Linked DNA regions of Mus musculus: regions 1, 2, 4, 5 and 6 are each linked to region 3. Evidence: chromatin contacts called from public HiChIP or PLAC-seq and promoter capture Hi-C data. All regions are on one chromosome and are shown on one strand. Each heading gives the region's core, a stretch centred on a gene start, on an enhancer-like site or on the middle of the called end of the contact. The rest is flanking DNA. Distances are from core to core; before and after follow the strand shown.

The links. Promoter capture Hi-C pulls out the DNA fragments that hold promoters and counts their contacts. HiChIP or PLAC-seq counts read pairs in DNA pulled down with a chosen protein or histone mark. Capture Hi-C pulls out chosen DNA fragments and counts their contacts.
Region 1: an H3K27ac HiChIP or PLAC-seq map of extraembryonic endoderm stem cells shows a contact between it and region 3. The contact joins the promoter of Thap7 here to the promoter of Hic2 in region 3. A contact is called at or near these places in 2 of 39 promoter capture datasets (cranial neural crest and liver), 2 of 484 Hi-C or Micro-C datasets (both in embryonic stem cells), 6 of 115 datasets of contacts at active chromatin or transcription factors (the SCID.adh cell line, embryonic stem cells, extraembryonic endoderm stem cells and 3 more) and 1 of 9 other capture datasets (liver).
Region 2: a contact with region 3 is called in a promoter capture Hi-C map of liver, with 5 times the contacts expected there. The contact joins the promoter of Smpd4 here to the promoter of Hic2 in region 3. A contact is called at or near these places in 6 of 39 promoter capture datasets (cranial neural crest, hippocampal neurons, liver and 2 more) and 1 of 484 Hi-C or Micro-C datasets (B cells).
Region 4: a promoter capture Hi-C map of liver shows a contact between it and region 3. The contact joins the promoter of Lztr1 here to the promoter of Hic2 in region 3. A contact is called at or near these places in 1 of 39 promoter capture datasets (cranial neural crest), 3 of 115 datasets of contacts at active chromatin or transcription factors (the SCID.adh cell line, extraembryonic endoderm stem cells and pancreatic cancer cells) and 2 of 9 other capture datasets (adipose tissue and liver).
Region 5: a promoter capture Hi-C map of adipose tissue shows a contact between it and region 3. The contact joins the promoter of Ccdc74a here to the promoter of Hic2 in region 3. A contact is called at or near these places in 1 of 115 datasets of contacts at active chromatin or transcription factors (embryonic stem cells) and 1 of 9 other capture datasets (adipose tissue).
Region 6: a contact with region 3 is called in a FOXA1 HiChIP or PLAC-seq map of pancreatic cancer cells. The contact joins the promoter of Med15 here to the promoter of Hic2 in region 3. A contact is called at or near these places in 2 of 115 datasets of contacts at active chromatin or transcription factors (pancreatic cancer cells and pro-B cells).

Annotation. Positions count from the first base shown.
Region 1 is chr16:17,529,133-17,532,520 of GRCm38.p6, reverse strand. It overlaps Thap7 (THAP domain containing 7), which reads left to right and starts at 1,469. Exons shown (of 5, transcript NM_026909.2): 1 at 1,469-1,496; 2 at 1,664-1,743; 3 at 2,136-2,291. The coding sequence starts at 1,664.
Region 2 is chr16:17,617,652-17,621,445 of GRCm38.p6, reverse strand. Smpd4 (sphingomyelin phosphodiesterase 4) reads right to left here and starts at 2,092. Exons shown (of 19, transcript NM_001164610.1): 1 at 2,012-2,092; 2 at 1-4.
Region 3 is chr16:17,231,957-17,235,679 of GRCm38.p6, reverse strand. It overlaps Hic2 (hypermethylated in cancer 2), which reads right to left and starts at 2,093. Exons shown (of 3, transcript NM_178922.3): 1 at 1,950-2,093.
Region 4 is chr16:17,507,056-17,510,455 of GRCm38.p6, reverse strand. It overlaps Lztr1 (leucine-zipper-like transcriptional regulator, 1), which reads right to left and starts at 1,773. Exons shown (of 21, transcript NM_025808.4): 1 at 1,238-1,773; 2 at 768-830. The coding sequence starts at 1,428. It overlaps Aifm3 (apoptosis-inducing factor, mitochondrion-associated 3), which reads right to left. Exons shown (of 20, transcript NM_001291070.1): 20 at 2,974-3,329. The coding sequence ends at 3,290.
Region 5 is chr16:17,643,883-17,647,794 of GRCm38.p6, reverse strand. Ccdc74a (coiled-coil domain containing 74A) reads right to left here and starts at 1,325. Exons shown (of 8, transcript NM_001166164.1): 1 at 1,012-1,325; 2 at 143-187. The coding sequence starts at 1,270. It overlaps Smpd4 (sphingomyelin phosphodiesterase 4), which reads right to left. Exons shown (of 19, transcript NM_001164610.1): 19 at 2,965-3,912.
Region 6 is chr16:17,720,781-17,724,473 of GRCm38.p6, reverse strand. It overlaps Med15 (mediator complex subunit 15), which reads left to right and starts at 1,527. Exons shown (of 18, transcript NM_033609.3): 1 at 1,527-1,718. The coding sequence starts at 1,651.

The DNA.
Region 1 (3,388 bases), core at 220-2,719, 300 kb before region 3:
CTAGGTGAAGTCTATTGTCTGGCCACATCTTGTGGAGGAGCGCCCTGAAGACTGCCCCTAGGTGGAGCTCACTGCCCTTGAACAGGCCATTGAGTATATTAGAAAATGACCTGCCACATCCACACACACCCTCTTTATGCCCCACTGATGCCTTATGCCCCCTCCTGCCTCCCTCACACCCTAAGAACACTCATAGAACTCTTGAAGGCTCTTTGTCTTCTACCTCCCACACCCACCAACTATGTGAAATTAGAGATTCGTCCAAACTTCAGCACAAATAAAGTAACACCTGGGTTTTCCATGTTTTCAACTCACTTACTCTCTGCCCCTACACTGGTATCCCTACTGGGCCAATGAATTAAAAGAGGTTAGACAATCAAAAGGAGGATGGTACTCATGCACCCTGGGCCAAATCCATTCTTCTGAGTCTTGTGCAGCTCTAAGTACACTACTGAGCCAGCACATCGGTTGGTCCTTCTTGCCCCCTATTCCTTCAATGGGAGGCTTTATATAGGGATGAATGCCTCCAACAGATCAGGAAAAATCAAAACCAACTAAATAGGGGCTTCGATGACCTTTTCAGCCAAGACAACTCCTCTACAGGAGCATAACAGGCTACCCAACCTCGCCGGTACTTAGATCAAGTATGCCTTTGTGCCCTTCAGGCCTGGAGTCCCATAACCTCCCCTTCTGCATCCCAAGATTGTAATTGTTCACCTCTCTTCCCCCAGCAGAAACCCAAGGAACCCATTTCTGACTTTGTTCCTGCTACAAAAGTGAGCCTAGAATGTAAAACGCCTGATCCTGTGGTCAGAGAAATCCCCCTTCAAAGCATCACTGGGGAAACCGTGCTCTCGGAACACACCGGCTAGCGTCTCAGGGTTTGAAAAATGAACATTCCGATAACTGGACAGTTGCTACTTAGTATATTGGGACGGCCTCCCATAAGGTCACTATCTTCACCCAGGCCTTTACAAGGCCATTAAAAGAAAATGTTCTAAATGTGTCGTTAACATTTTATTTTGTGCATGTATATGGGGATCAAAGGACAATTACTGGACGTTGGTTCTCTCCTTCCAGCAGGTTGCGTCCTGGGGATCAAATTCAATCTTCAGGGTTGGTAGCAAGTGCTGAGCCACCAGTCCGTGGCCGAGTTCTTTCAGTAAAGAGCCCAGGTTTTTCTTGGTGGTGGATCTTTTTCAACCAGAGTGTGCGCGTACGTTGTTCAGGGAGCAGTACAGACCACACCCAGCTGCTTCGTCCAAACGACAGACGCTCAAACAAAACAGGGACCCGAAACTACAGATGCAGAAACCTCAACTCGGGAGCGACGATCGCCATCCCTCACTCCCAACATCCGGTGGCCCGCCCCGCCAGGATCTCTTCCGGTCCCGCCCCTTGGGGGCCCGCGCCACGGGCGACGGAGTATCTCTGCTCCCAACTTCCGCGTCGATCCACCCATCGCGAGATTTTGGCGGCGCAGCAATGGCAAGACCGTGAGTACCGCTGACGGGAGTCTATAGAACGAGCTAGGACAAGACTGGTACGGGGTCGGGCCTCGGGGAGCCGACCGGCTCGGGCCCTCTGGAGGGAGTGACAGTTGGGCGTGAAGACAGTCCTCCCCCGACTGCCGCCCACCACCCAGATCCCGCCCCTTCCCCAGATGCCGCGACACTGCTCCGCCGCCGGCTGCTGCACACGGGATACGCGCGAGACTCGCAACCGCGGCATCTCCTTCCACAGGTCAGCGCGCGTGCGTAGTGGCACGCGAGGGCTCATAGCGCAGGCGCCGGTGTTGCCGCACCTTAGGCCTCGCAGGAGACGGCGCTTTCCCGAGGTCGATGTGAGGCTTGAACTTGTGAGCGGGAGGGTGACAGGGAAGGGCGCATAGTCTCGAGTCCAGCCGGAAAAAGGACTGGACGCTTACCTGGCTTGGATTTACAGCTCCGACTCATTCCTGCTAGATGATGCTGAGCCGGCCCCTTTCTTTCTCTCGTTCTCAGTTTCTCCTTTCCCCCAGCGGGTGGTAATCTGAAAGGGTCGCGGGGAGGTCTGCCATTCTTGCTTGGGGAGCTTGGGCATCCTGAACGCAGGACTGTAGACAGTCTGGTGCTCACGGTTTTGTGGCTCTGCAGACTTCCCAAGAAAGACAACCCCAGGCGCGGCTTGTGGCTGGCCAACTGTCAGCGGCTGGACCCCAGCGGCCAGGGCCTGTGGGATCCGACCTCTGAGTACATCTACTTCTGCTCCAAACACTTCGAGGAAAACTGCTTTGAGCTGGTGGGAATCAGGTGGGTCTTTCTGCCAGCTAACACCAGGACAGGTTGTGAGGCATCAGAGCAGTGGGTCAAACGAGGCAGCTCTTTGCCCTGGTGGAGTCCATGCACATCCGCTGGCATGCTCAGAGACAAGCAGACCAGTTGTCAAGCGTGCCAAGCCTCTTTCCAGTTTTGTACAGTTAAAGCATGATCCCAGGATCACTGTGCCAGTGACATTAGAGAAAATCAGGCTTTCCAGGCTGGGGAAATAGCCCCCTTTGCTAAAGACGTGGTATGCAAGCATTAGGACCTGATTTCAGATTCAAGGACCCAAATAAAAAGCCACATGTGATTGCTTGTTCCTTTAATCCCAGTCCTGGAGAAGACAAAACAAAAAGGGGATCCCAAGGACTTATGGAAAAGCTAGTCTAGATGAGTTGTTGAGCCCTGTGTTGAGTTGAGAAACTTGTCTTTAAAAAAATAAGGTGGAAGGGCTGGAGAGATGGCTTAACCATTTTAGAGCATTACAGAGGACTGGGGTTCAATCTACCTCTGAGGGCACGGGTACACATATGTACATGCAGGCAAAATATTCATACACATCAGTAGAGCTGGCTCAGAGGTTACGAGCACTCACTGGCTGTTCTTCCAGAAGACCTGTGTTCATTTCCCACCACCCACATAATGGCTTATAGCAGTCTGGAACTGGAACTGGCTCACTCCAGTTCCAAGTGATCCTTTATCCTTTTCTAACCTCTGTAGGTACTAGGCACGCATTCGGTGAACAGTCATAGGCAAACACTTATACACATAAAAATAAAAAAGGTTTTTAAGGAAAAAAATCTTTAAAAACAAAGGTAGAGAATGATTAAGGAAGTCACCTGAGGTTAGCCGCTCCATGCAAAAGAAAAACAGCTTTTTCATAGGATGGTTAGCACCTAGTTCTTCCAGCCGTCCACCTATCCCTGCTGGTGGGTTCTCCATTCACCTTAACCCGGGAAGCTCATTCACAGGGAAGATGAGTTTGATTTTACCACACGTGGCATTCTTGAGATTGCTACTGGCAGTGTGCCTTGGGGCCTTTCTCATCCCTAGAGGTCCTACGCCTCTGCAGGGCCTTATGTGGGGAA
Region 2 (3,794 bases), core at 843-3,342, 390 kb before region 3:
ACCACTGTGGAAAAACAAAGACAAAATCTCAATATCTTCTATACCACAGAATTTCAGGATGCCCAGGAGAACATTTGAACTCAGCACAAATTACATCACATATTCCTTTGATTTTTAAAATGCAAACTCATACAGATCACAGTAGCCAGCTTCAGAACTAGCTTTGTGGTGGCAACTCCTTGATAATGCTTCTATAGCACTTGTTAGATGCCAGGATGACACTAAGAGCTTTTCATTTATTTCCTTACCTAATCACCAGCAACAGGCAGAATTCCTGACTAACCCCCAAGACTCTTCTTGCTTGTCAATTCAATCAAACACTCATCTAAGTGCTATTCTAAAGAGACTTTAAAAGAACCAACTACAGTACAATGTCAGTGGACTTTAAGACATAGAGCATAGCTTAGCAAGAATTCAAGACCTCAAAGAAACTGGATTCTGGCAGCATCTTGAATAAGCCTGGAATCATATTCTTCCCTAGAGCCTGAAGATTAAAGCAAGTCTTGATCTGGACCTTCTAATACCCTAGTGCCTGCCTGAACTGGTCACTATGTGACTATGGGAAAACAAACACAAAGGGGGCTAGGTAAAGCACCACTAGGAAATACATCTTCACAGCCCACAAGGCTGATGCAAATCAGGAAACAAGGGTAAAAAACAGCAAAAGACTTCTCAGCACCCACCTAGCAATCAGCAGAGCCAAGAGTCTAGCAAACTCCTTACAAATCTCGTGTCTGTAAGAGAAGGGTGAAGCAAGTAATGTGTGCTTCTTGCGACAAATGAAGAAGTTCTATGAAGGAAGAATTTGAACTCACCACCAAAAATTAGGCATAGCCCTGCAGCTTCCTACCTCCCAGTGCCTATGGTAAGAAACACAAAACAATCAAGAGCTGGAAAGAGCAGAGAGCCTACTGTGTGCCACCGATGGACTAGTGATAGCTTTTCTGTCTCAGCCCTGCTCACTACAGGAGAAAAGGTGCTAAGCTGGCAATGCCAGTCTGCAAGGAGAGAAGCCAGACAGTAGGAGTTTAAGGCAGTTGTGGTTTTGAAAGACCACCAATCTTTGCCATGTGGCAAGAGAAACAATTCTTAGGTTTTGGGTTTTGTTTTGTTTTTTTTTTTCCAATTCTTAATTCAGTCTCAGTGTTAAGGAAAACTGAAAATGTTTCAGTCCTGACCTACATTGCAAACTACCATGAAATGATCAGGGCAGCATAAAATTGTGGACTACTCGATAAGGGCAGAGATCTAAAGGAGACAAGAAGTCAACTCTCTCCTCAGAAGAAGCAGACAGTTGAAAAATCAGAGATGTCTAACGAAGGTCTTTCCACGATTCCACGAATAGGGCAACGACACTGATACTCTTGCTTTTAGGCCCTGTCACCCACGCCCGAAGCCAGCGTGCATGCAGTGCCGAAGGCCTTTGCTTCGGTCGACCCCTCAAAGTCCACTTTCTTCAAGAACTGCTTGCGACTGTTTTTGAGGTTTCTAATGACTACGAACTCCAGCCAAGCTTAGCGCGCCACTGTCAAGAACTCCCTCGGCTGACTCTGAGAAGCTGCGGCGTGCCCTCATTTGTTGATCACAACTTCCTATACCTCCAAAGTTTCGAGACTACCCTATTACATTACAGAGGAGGAAACTGAGGCTCGGGAAAGTCGCAAGGTAGAACCTAAACCCACAACGAGTTCTACTACCAAACATCGCTAGCTGAGCCCAAGGTTCAACTTTCCCTCCAAGTCCCCCTCCCTCAACTCTCACATCGAGCGTTCATCCACCCCCTACCCGGACCGTCTGCGAGGACCACGCAGGAAGGCGGCAGAAAGCCATGACCCTGGAGAGCGGCGTGAGGTTGCAGCCGGGCCCTGGGCTCCCGGCCGGCCCCGTACAGGCCGAGCTGTCGGGAGGCCCAAGTCCCCCACAGCTCGAGGAGGAACGGAGCCAGCCTCGGCGGGGACCCGAGAAAACCGCACGGTGCTGGGCTGCCTCGCGCGCGGCTCCCGCCACTCACCTGCCGTGCTGATAGCACAAATCTCGAGCTTCTCAGAGAAGGGAGCCGCCATTCGGACACTCGGCGCCTAATGTCGTCATCAAGCTGCGCCGGGTGCCACGCCCCCTTAGTTTGGCGGGAATCCGAGAGGATCAAAGTAAGGTCTGAAATACAGAAGACAACAGGAATACGCGTCTAGAAAAATAGATATAGGCAAGACTTTTCAACACTGTACTTCACTGACACAGAAATAGCCTGGAGAATTAAAATGGGACTACATGAAATGAAAAGTTTCTAGAAAGAGGTTGTTGCCCTGGTGACACACGCTTTTAATCCATGCGTTCTGGAGGCAGAGGCAGGCAGATCTCTTGAGTTCAAAGCCAGAGGTTCAAGATAGCCAGGATTACACAGAGAAACCCTGTCTTGAAAAGACAAACAATCAAGCAATCAATAATTGAAACTTCTTTGAAAGAATTCTTCCTGGTTAAGAACCAACAAATATACAAGTACACAAATAACACCCCCACCCCCAATAAACCAGGTGTTGGTGGCAGCACACGCCTTTAATCCCATCACTAGGGAGGCAGAGGCAGGCAGGCAGATCTCTGTGATTCTGAGGCCAGCTTGGTCTTCAGGGTGAGTTCTAGGACAATCAGGGCTACATAAACCCTGTCTCGAAAACAAAACAAAAATCCTCATACTTCTTAAGCTAATAAAAATTTTAAAAGTTGTTTTTTTAGAGCCCTTAAAGAGTGCTTCAAGGAAGAAACCTGCACAAAATAGATAAGTACATGCAATCCTAAATACCCATCATCCAACAGGATTTACCAAGTACCCAGCATATGCCAGGCACGGTTCTGGGTGCTGCTACCTAAATCCGTCTATCAGGGATCTGATCGTCAGGCAGCGGACAGCTTTCCACCACACCATTCCCATGGCTAACATACTGCCCTATTCACATTAAGCACTCAGAACAAGTCAAGCAAGTATGTAAAAACCTCTCGGGATGCTTGCCCTGGGTTGTTGGAGCCGCTACAGACTGGGAGCTGCAGGGCCTGGCAAGGAAAGAGGTGGCCAGTAGCTGGCGCTGTGGAGGCTCCTCACCTGCTAGACTGCAGCGAATTCTGCAGGGTGGAAGGGAATTGGGGTGGGGAGTGGTGGTCAGGGGAAGAGGCGGGAGAGGGAAGTGGAGGAGGTACGCGGGCCCAACACTCACCTTTTTCAGGGTGCTCGACTGACAGAGGCTAGACTCAGGGCTTTCACAGGTCTGGGGGAGGCCACGCTGCAAAAGCTGGGCATGAAGGGAAAAAGGTGCTGAGCACCAAGGAGATGGGCTGCATGGACTTGGGCAGGTTGCAAGTCCCTGCAGACACGCCTGCTTTGGAACTCTTCCAAATCTCATCTGCTACTCTGAAAAAGCCCCACCACAGCACGATACATACTCTGTCCATGTTCTCTCTCTCTCTCTCTCTCTCTCTCTCTCTCTCTCTCTCTTCCTCTCTTGTCCCAAATATTTATATTTATTTTTCTGTTCCCATACCTTTCCTTTTCTTTTTCTTTTTTGTTTTTTCGAGACAGGGTTTCTCTGTGTAGCCCTGGCTGTCCTGGAACTCACTCTGTAGACCAGGCTGGCCTCGAAGTCAGAAATCTGCCTGCCTCTGCCTCCCGAGTACTGGGATTAAAGGCATGTGCCACCACCACCCAGCTCCCCACTTTATTTTTGTTGTTGTTGTTTTGTTTTGGTGTTGTTGTTTTATGGGTTTTGTTTTGTTTCTTTTCTGGAACTCACTATGTAGACCAGGCA
Region 3 (3,723 bases), core at 844-3,343:
ATGCAGCAGAACAGGCTGCACCGCCCCTGCCCTGTTTGCACCTCTTCTCCTTCTAGCAATTACAGCAAATCATTTTGGTTCTGCTTTAAACACAGGGCTCCCTCGAGCTGCTTCTTCCTACACGCAAAGCCAACAATCAGAGGGAGATTTTTTTCTTTTCAGGAATTGCTCGTAAAAGCTCAGTGACTAATGTACAAGTCCCAACAACTGGCAGGAAAACACTGCAGGAAGAAATTCTGGGCACACAGCCGAACTCAAACAGCCAGACAAGCTGGCCAACAAGCACTCTCAACACCTTACAACTAACCTGCAGAAAGCCAGGAGCCAAATTAGTAAACTGAATGAACAGCATTGCTCCCCTCGCAGCAAGCAGGCAGGCAATGCAAAGACTGGACAACTTTTCCCAAGTCTACCCTGTAGGTTTCAGAGGTTTTCATTAAAAAACTGCATAGGACAGAAAGATCACCTGCAGGCACATGACTTCTTGCAAAAACCTTAGTGGGAAGGTTTGGCCACACATTTGTCTCTAGAGGCCAGCCTGAGGCTGGACCATCTGCTTTCTTTCAGACTACTCCAGGAGCTCTGCTCCACCCAGCATACTTTTTCGAGAGACAGAGCTACAGAGTGGTTACACAGACTACGATCCTAAAAATGTCTGCTTGAAAGCCAGGGATTCCAGATACGGGCAGATAACAGTGGAGGGGCAAGGCCAGGAGGAATCAGAAGCAATAATGTGGCATCCCTCTAGGGTTTGCCTCCATCCCACCAACCTTTGTCCTAGATTGGAAATCCCAAGTTCAGCCTAGAAGATGAGCCCCTCCACGACCTGCCGAATCTCCTGGTCCTAGGTGCAAAAGCCACAGCTAGCAAACCCCAGTAACAGTCCAGTCACAGGATTCCTATAGGCAAGGATCCGCCCCTCCCCCATCGCCACATATGTCAGTGGGGGTGGCCTCTCAGTGTTACACCCCTCCTGCTGATTGAAAGTGAGGAACCTGGAACACAGCTTTCCAAATGCGCCTGACAATTATAACTAGAAAAGATACTGTGAAGAGGGGGATAGAACACATAAGTAAATAACTTCTGAATCTCTCCGGCCAGCCAAGATCAGCACGGGACTCTCGTCGCAAGGTAGTCCAAAACTGTTCAGGGCGCGGCCGCTGAGAGTATTATCTGGCCTCAATCACTCCAAGTACCTAAGTCACTGCCCCCCAGGGAGAGGTATTTTCCCCCAGCACTTACACCCAGGCTTGTGTGCATATGAACCATTCTGGAAGATAAACAGAGAATGACAAGCTAGGGCCCCTCAGCTCACTCCCTGAGCCAGCCAGTCCCTTCCTCTTGCCACCCGACCCCCTCCCCCCAAGCCCATCTCTCTTCCTGCCAGGCGGCTGCCTCCAGCAAAGGTCTGGGGGCAGGGCAGAAAGCCCACCCAGCCACGGAGCCGGGCCCTCTAAGCCCTACCCTGTCCCTGACACGGCCAGTCCCCCAGCCAGGAAGGGTACTCGAGGAAAAGGACTGCAGACCATACACACAAGCGCAGTTCTGGAAACCGTAAAGCGTTCCAGTGAGGGGCAGCCGCAGGCGTACAGCCGTTTGCATAATGGGAGAACGCCCGCCTGTCAGGCAGCATAGCTCGCCCGACGCCGTTCGGATTAGATTGCTAATGAAAAGGCACAAAGAGCCGGCGCCCGCTACCCCGTCGACCCCCGCTCCACAGACTCGCGTCCCCGGACTGGCGCGGCCCTGGGGGCTTTGTGCCCGGAGTCCCCGTGCCGGCCGCAACCCGCCGGGCACCTGAACCACAAAGCCCCCGCCCGTCCAGGGTCCCGCGTGCGCCTCGGTTCGAGACTAGGGGCCGTGCGCGCGCTCCGTCCCACGCGCGCCCACGCCCCCCTCTCCGGGGGCGCGCCCGGCCCGCGTCGCCCTCCCTCGAGGACACCGCTTACCTCAGGTGCCTGCCAGAGGCCCCTCGTCTTGGGCGCCCGACCTGAGCTGCACGCGCCCGCCCTGTCCGCCCTCCGCCGGCCCCCGCTCGGCTCTCCGCCCAGCGCGCCCAGAGCGCTGCTCACAGCCGCCCGCTCCGCGCCATCTTGGAAGCTTGTGACGTCAGCTCCACCCGCTCACCCCTGACCCACATCTGAATGGGCGAGCGACAGGGCGGACCTGGAGGCGGACCCTTGTGGGGGCGGAACCCTGAGGCTGGGCGGGGCCGCCGAGGGGTCTGAGTCCAGGGATGGGCCAGTGGCTGCGGCAGAGTGTAATGGGGGAGGGGCGCACGGGAGGTCGCCTACAGGGTCCCGATGCAGGCGCCAGAACGGGATGGCAACCTCACCTCAAAATACTTGACGGGCAACACCCAGCGAAACAAGAATCCTGCTCTTTACCACGGGTCTATGCCCAGCCCTCAAACGGAAGACTGACCCGTTTTGAGCCTGACCCGGACCCTTCAGAACCCCCAACACTATCACCACCAACCCGGTTCAGGTGGCCTGCGCCTCTCCTCTTCCGCCCGTTTGAGCCCCTTGATCTACGCAGAGTATCTCAGTCTATAAAGTTTAGCACCCAAAGGCTGCTTGCTCCGCTGTCTGGGCTGCAGGAAGGCCTGCGTGGTTCTGATTTTAAAGGAGAAAAGAGGCCTGGGAGTCTTAACCCTAAACTTCTCCTAGGATCCTTACATCCACTCTCGCGAAGGTCGACCCGGATTGCGCAGAGGGCGGAGAGGTCCGTGTACACTCTGCTTACTTATCCAGAGTTCCGGTGACCGCCGCAGGTCACAGGAGTTTAGGCAGCCCAGTAAAGACCCAAGACTTGTGGCCATCCAAATGTATTGGGGTTCACACGGAGTTATTCTCTAGAGAGTTATTAGATGACCATCTCTCTACTTTGAACACTAAACACTAAAGCCCACCACTGTTAAAGGTCAGAAAAGTCCTAGCCAGAACCTACAGCTGTTCTATAGGGAGGTTGTGACCCAGAGTCAACATTGAAACCCAATTCAATAACCCTTCACAGAGGCAAGCATGCTTTCCGAATGTACAAGCTTAAAATAACAGATTAAAAAAAATTAAAATTCTTAGTTTACCCAATAGCTACATAGCTAATACATGATTGTTTTTACAACTATCATCTTTGAAACACCAAACAACAGAAATAGGAGTACATTTGTCCTAACAGATATTAAAGCAAATTATAAAGCTACTGCTGTCAATTATACTAGCCAAGACATAGAATACTATGCCTAAACATCCTAGAAATGGCGAAAACTCAATAGATTGAAAATGGGTGGCATGGGGCATGTCTTTAGTCCCAGAACTCTGAAGGCTGAAAGAGGCAGATCTCTGTGAATTAGAGCCAGTCTGACTACATAGTGACTTCCAGTTGAGCCAGGGCTACACAGTGAGCCTGCCTCAGAAAGGAAAAACAAAAAAGAACTATCAAGCACGTGTTAAAGGAATTGTCAATCATGAAGAACAGCTTAGAGGTGGGCTGTTTTGAAGACTTACTGAGCCAAGTGTGGTGGTCCTGCCACTCCCTAGGTGATGGTTACAGGAAGGAACATTTTTTTCAGTGGTTATAGTCACTGGTAAACTGACTCCTATAAATAATACACTGGTATTGCCCTGACTCCTATAAATAATCACCCACTTATTCCCCTGTAAGCAGTTCTAATTAAATTCACTAAATCACATAAAAAAGAAAGAGTATGGGGCTGGGGAGATG
Region 4 (3,400 bases), core at 524-3,023, 280 kb before region 3:
GACAGTCATGGCCAAGTTTGTATGTCTTAATAGACCTGAAAAATCTCACTTGCTCTAGGTCAGCTACCTCATGTAGTCTACAGGACCAAGGCTATAGTGCCTGTTCTGGGCTTTAGGCCAGGTTCTAGGCCTGAGAGGAGGGAGTCATATGTAAACACATAACCTCAGCTTACTTGGTGGAAGTCTATGTGCATGGAGATGTGCTTACTAGGTCATTTCCAGGAATATTATTTTCCAGGAGGTTAAAGCAACACAGGGAAATCTCCACCAAATGTGTGTACAGCATCAATAAAACTGTTTTAGAGGTAGTGAGATGACTCAACAAGACTTGCCACCATGTCTTGCAACCTGACTTCAAGCCCTGGTACCCATACAAGGAGAAAGATGATTCCTGCTAGCTGTTGTCTGATCTCCACATTTGCGCCCCTCCCCCCATAAGAGATGTTACAAAACAAAAATTTGGGCAAAGCCTAGAGAGAAGTGTAGGGAAAGAAGAAAAGTGCCAGTAGGGCTAGCATGTTTCTTCCAAAGCTGTCTCCTCTTTCAACACAAGGATATCTCCATGAACCTAGCACAGGCTGCCGTTTGAATGCTGGATAAAAGGGCTTTAGGGGTAGGGTCTTCCTCACCGTAACATGGGAATCAAGGGCAAAGCACCACACAGATGGCGAAACAGAGGCTCACAAGGCATAGCTAATGACTCCCATCCTCTGTCTCTCTCTGTCATCATCCCCTGCCACCACTTCCATCAAAACAGGCAAACTCACCCGTTGTCTCCACCAAACACATAGATGGCATCCTTATATGCCACGACTGTGTGCTTGCTGCGCCTAGAAAGAAAGAAGGGGTGAAGGGTGGTGAGACCGGAACTCTCCCAGCTGGCACCCAAGAAATGGGACTACACACATGGTTGCTACCACATAAGTTTGGACAAAGCCTCTCAACTGCTAAGATCTATAGAGATCCTTCAGTTCTTCAGACAGCAAGGACATACATCGGGGACGCTTCAGACTTCCCACTCATACCTCACAGCTCAGGGACCCAAACAGGATCCTCAGAAACACAAGTCTGGTACCCTGCCTAGAATCACTACGGTGCTGTTCCCTGGGAACTCAGCTTTGGGAACGACCAATCTATACTCCAAGACATCACACGGGATTTCGTCCCTACAGCCCGTCCTAAGACCAGCTCTCGTCCCTACTACCAGTGCCTTCAGGATCCCTGTACACTGTCGTACCGGGCGCCCACGAATTCGTCACAGGGCGGGAGGCGCCGCCAGCGATGCACTGTTTCGAAGGGTCCAAAGTTGAGCGTCAGGTACTCGACACTGTCTGAGCAGCTGTGGTCAAAGTCCACGCTCGGAGCCACCTTGGAGCGTACCCCTCCTGTCAAGGCCCCGGACCCAATGGGGCCTCCGGAGCCAGCCATCCCTTGTTCAGGCTGGATAGGCCGCCAGGTTGCAGGACTCACGGCCACCGCCCGGGCAGAGCCAAAGGACTACACTTCCCAGAGAGCCCTGCGCCGCTGGTGTAGCACTTCCGGCCGGTTTGTCGGGCCTCCCGACAAACCTCGCGCTTCCCGCGACGCGGCTCGCTATCGAGGAACCTGGCAGCCCGGCTCCTCGCATTATCGTATATCGAGCACATCACATTCTGGAAAGTATTTCTGGCCAAGTCTCGATTTGGGTTTCCTCTTTCAGGATACGCACTCAGACCATAGTAAACCACTGACATTCTCAAGGCAGCGGCGAGCTACACGCTCCCGGCATGCCTTGTAGTCGGGCTTTGCTGTCTCCCGGAAGATCCCCCCGCCCTCCTCCAGGATGAGGTTTCGGACTTGCAAGCGAGCTGCTCAATTGTCCACCTTCTGTTTGTGCTCCCCAAACCTGATCTTCACTGCTCCCCCTCTGCTCTCTCTTGGCATTCTTGTCTGGGACTCTCGATGGCGGGGCACCTCTGGGTTCTCAGTTGAGAGCAGTATCTTCATTTATTTCTCTCCTCTCTCTTCCTCCCCCTCCTTCTCTCTCTTTTTTTAAAAGATTTATTTATTATTATATCTAAGTACACTGTAGCTGTCTTCAGATGCACCAGAAGAGGGCGTCAGATCTCATTACGGATGGTTGTGAGCCACCATGTGGTTACTGGGATTTGAACTCATGACCTTCAGAAGAGCAGCTGGTGCTCTTAACCACTGAGCCATGTCTCCAGCCCCTTTCTCTGTTTTGCTGTGGGTTTTGAACCTAGGATTTGATCAGCATGCACTCTGCCACTAGGCTACACCACAATTTGTGTGTGTGTGTGTGTGTTTTATTTGTAGTCTGCTGCCAGCTGAATCACCCGTGAAATGATTCAGGAAGTTCAGGCAAAAGGGACACATGTAGTGAAATGGATATAATGTCAGTTGGTCTAGTTTCATATTTTTTTGGTAAGAGCTTATAAATGTAAAATAGTAAAAGTCAAGAGCAGCTTCACAATGGCTATCCTAACTGTACAAAAACAAAACCTAGAGATATACAGAATGCAACTGGATAGGTTTTTGAGTGACTACTGCAATCTAGCAGAGTGTATTTGTGAGTTAATAACAATGAGGTGATTTTCATTTTGTTTTATTTCAGACAGGGTTTCTCTGTGTAGCTCTGGCTGTCCTGGAACTCACTCTGTAGATTAGGTTGGTCTTGAATTCAGAGATCTGCCTGCCTCTGCCTCCCGGGCACTGGGATTAAAGGTGTGCGCCACCACCTCCTGGTCTGAGCTCAGGTTTCTGTGGCAGCATGGAGTCTGCAGGACCCAGCTCCCACCTCTCTTAAGTGGACAAATACAAAAGCTGTCTCTGGCTTGTGAAGCTTTTTTAAAAAAAAAAAACAAAAGACTGAGACTTCTAACCCTCCTGCCTCTGTCCTGAGTGCCACTATTACAGATGTGTCACATCATGCCTGGCTCTAAGTGTCGGCCCAATTACACTAGGACACAGTTCTGCTGAGACATGCGTTTTAATTTTAAGGTAATGTTGAAGGGGCTTGCTGGGAAAATCGTCCTAGTAGAGGAAACCAAGGCAGAGCCTGTCCTGCCTCTACACCCAGCTGTCAGTGACAGCTGAGGCATTAGGAATGGACCATCTTCTGGAGGCTGTGGTAGCCTGGCTGGAGGCGAGGCAGACAGGTCAAGGCAAGCCTTGGAGGACTCAGATTCCACAGTGAGGGATCCTGGGAAATTGGAGTTGGCACTTGCCCCAGGACTTGGTCTCTGACCTTGGTACCCCAGAGGCCTGCCCAAGTCCACCACAGGAGAGCTCAGGATCCTTTTCCTGTGAGCCAAGACATGTCACCGGTTCTGCAGGAATGAGAGGAGGATGGGTCAGGGCAGAAGAGGACAGGTTCCCCACTCTAGGCACCATGAGCCAA
Region 5 (3,912 bases), core at 76-2,575, 410 kb before region 3:
TTTGGTGTTGAGAGCAAACAAGCAAGCTGTGGCTGGGGAAAGGGCCACCTGTCCAAGTGCCCAGAACTGGTCTCCTCTGGGTTAGCATGCAGGGCTCCCTGCTGCCAGATAGGCTTGAGTGATAACTCCCTGCAAGTCCTACCTTTTTTCTGAGGCTTCTCATTCATGATTAGCTTGTAGTGGAGATCTGAAAGCAAACAAATACTCCTTATCACACTTAAAATCTACAGCCACTGGGAGCACAAATGTGGCCTGCTCTTTGGGTCCCACCAGCTTTTTCCACCAACCCTTTACCTCAGGCATCTCAGACCAGAAATGCCTCTAGCTGATCCCTGTCATCCCCAACACCTGCAAGGTGCCCATCCACTAGGCCAGGCAGGGGCAGGGCTGCAGGGCTGCTGAAGTGAGACAGGATGGCTGGCTAGCCTTCCAGGAGCCCCTGGCAATGGTAAGGTAAGTGGGGTGTGGCATGGGGCTGGTCAGTCAGACATGGGGTGAGTCTCAAGCAGAGCCCTAATGTAATAAGATGCCCAGGTAAAGACAACACCAGAAAGAGGGAGAAACCCGAGGCACAGGGCATGGAGTGGGGGGAAGCAGAGGAACCCTAGCTGAGCTGTAGACAGTGAAAAGCAGTTATGTCACAGGGTGGCCTGAAGTTCTGAGTAGGCCAAGCCTTGGGGGTGGGGGTCGGGGGTGGGGTGGAGCAGCATCCTGGCAATCCCTGCCCAAAATCTGGATGTGCTTAGTTGGTGACCCATTTACTGGAATTTGCTGTGTGCTGTTTAACTTCGGCAACAGTTTTAAATAATGAGCCGGACTACACCCTGCCCTGCACAGAGTGCACAGGAGGGTCAGCGTTCATTTGGGCTGGTGGGCACAGGAGGACTGAGCCTATCGGCAGGCCCTACCGAAGAGAAGCCTCCCGCATCCTTCCCCGCACCCGGAGACTGTTAAGAGTTGATGGCCGTGACCTTCAGGTTGTAAATGCTGGGCCAGCACCCAGAGGCTCACCCTTATTCTCCCGCTTCAGGTGCTCGATCTCCTCGTGGAGTTTGACTAGCGTCTCCGAGTGCTGCTGCTGTAGGAACTGCAGGCTCTTTTCCAGGTCCAGGATCCGCTTCTGTGCTTCGCTGAACCCGAGCGGAGGCGGCTGCGTCCCCGCGTGCTGCAGGCCGGCGGGAGGGCGCGGGCGTAGGCGGGCCGCGCCCCGGGAGCCTGGGGCCGCGGAGCTGAGGGGCCGAGCCCCGGCCGCCAGCCCGGCCCCGCTCATGAAGGCGTCGCCGCCGCTCAGTACTGGCTGCTGGAGCCTGGCACTCGGTCGCCTTGGGAACCGGCGCGCCGGAGAGGGCGGGGCGCGCCGCGGGGCGGGGCCTGCGGCCGCGTTCCGCAAAAACCAAGGCGCCAGACTCTTGAACTGGTCCGGAACAGTAGTTCTTATGAGTGCTGTGTGCGGTGCGTGTGCCTGTGGAGACCAGCACTCGACGTCCGGTCTCATTCCCCACCTCATAGATTTTGAGAAGAGGTCTGTCTCGTCTTGTGACTAGCTGGGCTGGCCCGTGAACCCCAGGATCTTCCCATTTCCCCGGCTTCCAGCGCTTAAGATCCCGGGTGTGCGCCTTCCCTCCCCACTTCTCATGTGGGTGCTAGGGACCCGAATTTAGACCCGAATTTCTCCTGCTTGGGCAGAAACCACTATACCTTCTGAGCCATCACCCTAGCCCCGCTTGTACTTTTGAACCAGGGTCTCACTCTGTAGTGCAAACTAGCTTGGAATTCATTGTGTAAAACCGGGATTATAGATGTATGCCAAAGCACTGGCTTTTTTGTTTTTGTTTTTCGAGACAGGGTTTCTCTGTATAGCCCTGGCTGTCCTGGAACTCACTTTGTAGACCAGGTTGGCCTCGAACTCAGAAATCCGCCTGCCTCTGCCTCCCCAGTGCTGGGATTAAAGGCGTGCGCCACCACCGCCCGTCGCACTGGCTTTTAAAGTGGGTCTTAGTCTTTCATTTTAATAGCTCACATTTTTGGATACATAGTAATAGTTTCACAAATCTTCCAACACTCACTGAATCTTTGTGTATAAATAGAGCTGTCTGAACCAACACAAGAGAACCGGCCAGCCCACTTCTTTAATTCCAGCAAATGGGAGACAGAGGCAGGTGGATCTTCCAGAGTTCCGAAGTCTGCCATAGTGAGTTCCCGGAACAGTCAGAGCTACACAGTGAGAACCTGTCTTCAAGAAAACAAAAGTCCAGTGCTTGCCTTTACCTAGAGAACCCAGCCAGCAGGATCAAAAACAAGAAAGTCCTGGCTTTCTAGACTTTAGTTTTTTTTTTTTTTTCATTTATGCGTACCCGTATGAGTATATTCTGTGGGTGTGCATGTGTGAGCATTGAGCCCCGGAGCTGGAATTACAGGCAGCCTTGGGTGTCTGCTGGAAACCAAACTCAGGTTTTCTGGAAGAGCAGGAAGCTCTCTTTCTTAACTGCTGGCTCATCTCTTATCCACGTGAAAACTAGGCCACTTACTTTTTATGACATGGTAGATTTGTTTGTTTGAGACATAGTTTAGCTACATAGGCCAGGCTGACTTCAAACTCAGAGATCTGCCTCTGCCTCCTTTCTGAATCCTAAGATTAATGCCTGGTTTGGAAACTTAATTTCTAAGAGAAGGCTATGCAAAAGTCACCTCCCAATGGGTCAGTGTTTGACACTTGTCTACCATGTCCATGTCCCAGAGGTCCATCCTTTGCACAGCAAAAAGCCCGATCTACATAGAGTTCCAGGTCAGCAGAGCTACATAGTGAAATCCTGTCTTCAAAACAAACACACACAAATAATAAAAAGATCATTTCAAACTGATCCTTGAAGCTCATACCTATAATCCTAGCCTAGGATACAAAGTTTCATTACAGACTACACAGTGAGATCTTATCCTAAAAATAAACCAAAACAGGGAGATGGCTTAGTTGAGCATCCTATTTTATTTTTTGTTGCTGCGATAAACACCGTGATCAAAAGAAAAGCAAAGTGGGCATCAGAGGGTTTATTTTAGCTTATAGGTTAGAGTCTATCATGGACAGATGCCATGAAGGAACTCAAGGCAAGGCAGAAGCCTGAAGCAGAAACCAAGAGACTGCTTGGGGCTTTCTCCCCAGCTTACTTTCAGCTACCTTTCTTATACAGCCCAGACCTACCTGCCTAGGGATGGTACCACCCGAAGATAGCTACATCAATCAAGAAAAGGTCCCTTTCCCAGGTGAATCAAGTTGACAACTGAACGCTGACAACTGGTGACACCTGCTTTGAGGCCTAACCTAGTTCCATTCCTCAAACCTCTGACCTATGTCCATACATGGCACGCATGCATGCACTGCATCCCCCACACTCCAATAAGTCAGTCTAAAACATTAAACTCTGGGGGCACTTGAAGGAGTAAGACATGACCTGTGTGTGTGTGTGTGTGTAACTGTCAAGAGAAAAAAAATTTAAAAAAATATTCATCTCATAAATAAATACAGGCTAGGTAAAGAGTTGGCACAAGCCTTTGATTCCAACACTTGGTAAGTGTACGTGTATCTCTGAGTTCAAGGCCAGCCTGGGCTACACAAGAGTAACTATCTCTATCCCCCACACAAAAGATAAATATTGATAGGGTTGTTGGTAAGGGCTAGTCATTCAGCTCTGACCAGGGGAATTGGAAACAGTGGGACACTCAAAAGGCAACTTCCCTTCCCACCACAAGGAGGTTGTACTCCTGGGAAGATGCTGGCCTGGAGCTGGCTAGTATAGGTCAGCCCCATCTGCCCATGACTCTAAGATTCTGGAGGCTGAAGAGATGGCTCAGTAGTTGATTAAGAGCACTACAGAAGCCTGGAGTTTGGTCTCCAGCACCCACCCACTCCCTCTTCTT
Region 6 (3,693 bases), core at 278-2,777, 490 kb before region 3:
TTTTTTTTTTTTTTTTTTTTTTTTTTTTTTTTTTTTTCTTTTTTCCGGAGCTGAGGACCGAACCCAGGGCCTTGGGCTTGCTAGGCAAGCACTTTACCACTGAGCTAAATCCCCAACCCCCATACTCAGTTTTTTAAAGACTTACTTATTTTATGTATATGAGTATATTGTAACTGTCTTCAGACACACCAGAAGAGAGCAATAGATCAATGCTCTTAATGGCTGAGCCATCTCTCCAGCCCCCACACTCAGGGGTTTTTTTTTTTTTTTAGATTTATTTATTTATTTATTTCATGTATATACTGTAGCTGTCTTCAGATATTCTGGCACACCAAAACAGTACATTGGATGTGAGCCACCATGTGGTTGCTGGGAATTGAACACAGGACCTCTGGAAGAACAGTCAGTGCTCTTAACCTCTGAGCCATCTCTCCAGCCCTGACACTCAGTTTTTAATTCATTTGTGTTTAAGACTTTTCCAAAGGCCAAAAGTTTTTTTTTTTAAAGGGTGCTTTCTTCTATAATAATAAACACATGTATTTTATTTATTTCTTTATTTGTCTATTTATTTATTTATTTTGGGGTTCATTTTGGGTGTTGTTTGTTTTTGTTTGTTTGAGACAATGTGTCTCTACATAGGCCCTGGTTGTCCTGGAACTCAGTATGTAAACCAGGCTGCCTTGAATTCAACAGAGATCTGCCTGCCTCTGCCTCCCAAGTGCTGGGACAAACAAAGTTCTAAAATGAGGCCTTACATATTGTTGGAAAAAATGAAGACTTACAAAATTGGTTAGTTACCTTGTAATCTCTACTCTAAACTTAAATCATATAAACATTGAAAGGTGAACTCGAGACACATAAGCCCAGCAACAATTATCCACTTAGACCAAAATGTCCTGTATTAAGGGATGCACCACTAAGAAGCAAGGAATATGAACCACAGAGAAAACATTAACAGAAATAATGCTTTTGCTTTCCTTTTAAATATGGAGCTTAATGATTCAATGAGCAGAGATCCTAAACCTAACATTGCTTGTTGGTGAAATACTAGCTTTATTTTGATGACTGTAGAATGTACATATACTTATGTACACTTAACATATGTTAGAAATTAAAATCTCAATATTTAAATACCAAATTTATTTAAAATACCAAAAATATGTTATACATTAGCAATTATCCCAACACTGGCAACAAAATATACATAGACTCTGTATGTGTGTCTGTGTGTGGTGTGTGTGTGTCTATGTGTCCGCATGTGTGTCTCTCTCTGTCTCTGTATCTGTCTCTGTGTCTGTCTTTCTGTCTCTTTTTTCTGTCTTTCTCTCTGTTTCTGCCTCTGTCTGTGTTTCCGCCTCTGTATCTCTGTCTCTCCCTCTGTGTCTCCCTCTCCCCCTCTCCCCCTCTCCCCCTCTCCCCTTCTCCCTCTTCCCCTCTCCCCCTCTCCCCTTCCTCTCTTCCTCTCTCTTTCTGTGGCGCGCATGCGTATACAAAAGCAAGACTTCATTTCCCACAATTCTTCCTGTACTTCCGGCGTGGCCCAGTAGCGGGATCGCTCGGCTTCCGGGTTCGGGCCTGTCGCTGTGGTAGAGGCGGCGGCGCCGGGGGTGGCCGGTAGGGACTCGGGCTACAAGAGTAGGGGCTCCGGGCATGGACGTTTCGGGGCAGGAGACCGACTGGCGTAGCGCCGCCTTTCGGCAGAAGCTGGTCAGCCAAATGTGAGTGTGGCCTGGGGCAAGGACCGGTGGTCGGACCTTCCGGGCGGGGAGGGTGAGGCCGGGCTAGACCCGCTCTTGACCCTGGTCAGAAGCTGCGGTGTCCGCTGGGTGCCGGGGACGTACAAGGGTCCTCCTGGAGTCTCTCTGGCCTTTCTCGGCAGACAGGGACTGCTGGCTAGTTTTTCTGGGGAGGAACTCTGCAAACCCAGCTAGTGCCCTGGCTAGTGAGTCATCGTCCTGAGCCGCCTCGTCATTTGTGTGCAGATTTTCCTTTGCTTCGATTCGCACCGAATATAGAAAGAGAATGAGGCAGCCAGAGATTTTACACGGGTGCCGCGTGGCTTCTTTTATAAAATAAATAAATAAAACGAAAACCACATCAATGAGTTGGAGGAGGCTGGAAGGAAGGTAAATTGGAAGATTGATGTGTTTGGGTTGTAGGCAGTGGAATAGAAGAGTGCTCCGGTTTCTTCCACAAGGTGTGTCAACTTGGCCAAAGGGTAGCAGGAAATAGCTGTGGGAACTTCGGGAGTGAAGGGCAGGGATGCCCTCTGCCCACGGAGCACTGCAGAGTGCTTGTTGCACTTAGCCATTTTACTGAGTTTCCTAAAGTGTTCAGAAAATTGCCTGTGGCACAGCTTTTCCCCTGAGGGTTGGTACTGTCTGTCTGTAAAGAAACAGTACAGTCGTGCCAATGCTCAGTCATTTTTGTGGGTGCTAAAGTGTCAGTTGAGTAGACTGGAGCAGCCTCGAGTAGGTGACAGATTGAGCTCTAGAGAGAAAAGTAGGAGGGTGACAGGCCACCATTCCCAGCAGATGATTGTGAAAGCATCAGGATGGACGGCTGTAGGTGGAGAGTTCTGGGTCTTTGAAGCAAAGTAGTCAAGGATACATCATGAGGATGAGCAGATGCTGGCATGGTTAGTGTTGGGTGTTTTGGGCAAACAACTTGTACCCGTGGTTTTTTGTTTGTTTGTTTGTTTGTTTTTTAGTTTTTCGAGACAGGGTTTCTCTGTGTAGTCCTGGCTGTCCTGGAACTCAGAAATCTGCCTACTTCTACCTCCCAAGCGCTGGGATCACTGCCCGGCCCTTCCTCCAGTGTTTTACACGTGGTCTGCCTTGAGGTGGTGCAGCATTAGTGTTGGGAAGGCCCCTGAGTCCCTGGAGATGAATTAGGGACCCAAGAGAGGCCAAATAGGCAATTTGGGGAGTTTTTTTCCTTTGGAAGGGTTGGTGGGGGTTCTGTCTTTTTTTCATTTAGATCATATGGTCTCATGAGTTGATTGTAGAAGACTTGGTTGGCAGAGATCATAAAGACCAGTATTAAGTGCTGAACTTGAAAGAGGAAGACAGATTCCAGAGAAAGAGGAATGAATATGTGGACAATTGGTGACTAACTGGATGGAGGGGGTGGGGTGGGGTGGGGTGGAGTGAAGCAATGGACTAAATCGGGGAAGCATCAGTACAGTGGAGGGAGTGGGTACTGTGTCAGTGGCTTGGTACCGCCGCACAATAACCCTTGCACGGTTTTGCAGACAGTTCAGCAAACAAGTGTTTTGTTTCTTAATTGTTTTAGATTTAATTTATTTATATGAGTGTTTTGCTTGCCTGTATATAAGTGAACCATGTATATCTGATGATGTCAGAGGTCAGAAGAGCGTATAAGATTCCCTGGGATTGGAGCTACAGGGGGTTATGAACTGCCCTGTGAATTCTGGGAATCGAACCTGCTTCTTCTGTAAGAGCTCAGTGTGAGTGCTTCTAACCTCTGAGCCAAGTCTCCAGCCCACAAGTGCAGTATTGATGTACTTGAGTTATCTCTAAGTGAAGTCTTGAGAAATGGTCTGAGCTCCAGGGCAAGGATTCTTTGGGAAAGCCCAGTACAGTGGATCTGGAAGAGCAAGTTGTTATCACAGACAGTAGGGGAGAGCTGCAGAAGTATCTGAGGTCTGAGGGAAGACTGAAGTATACTGGA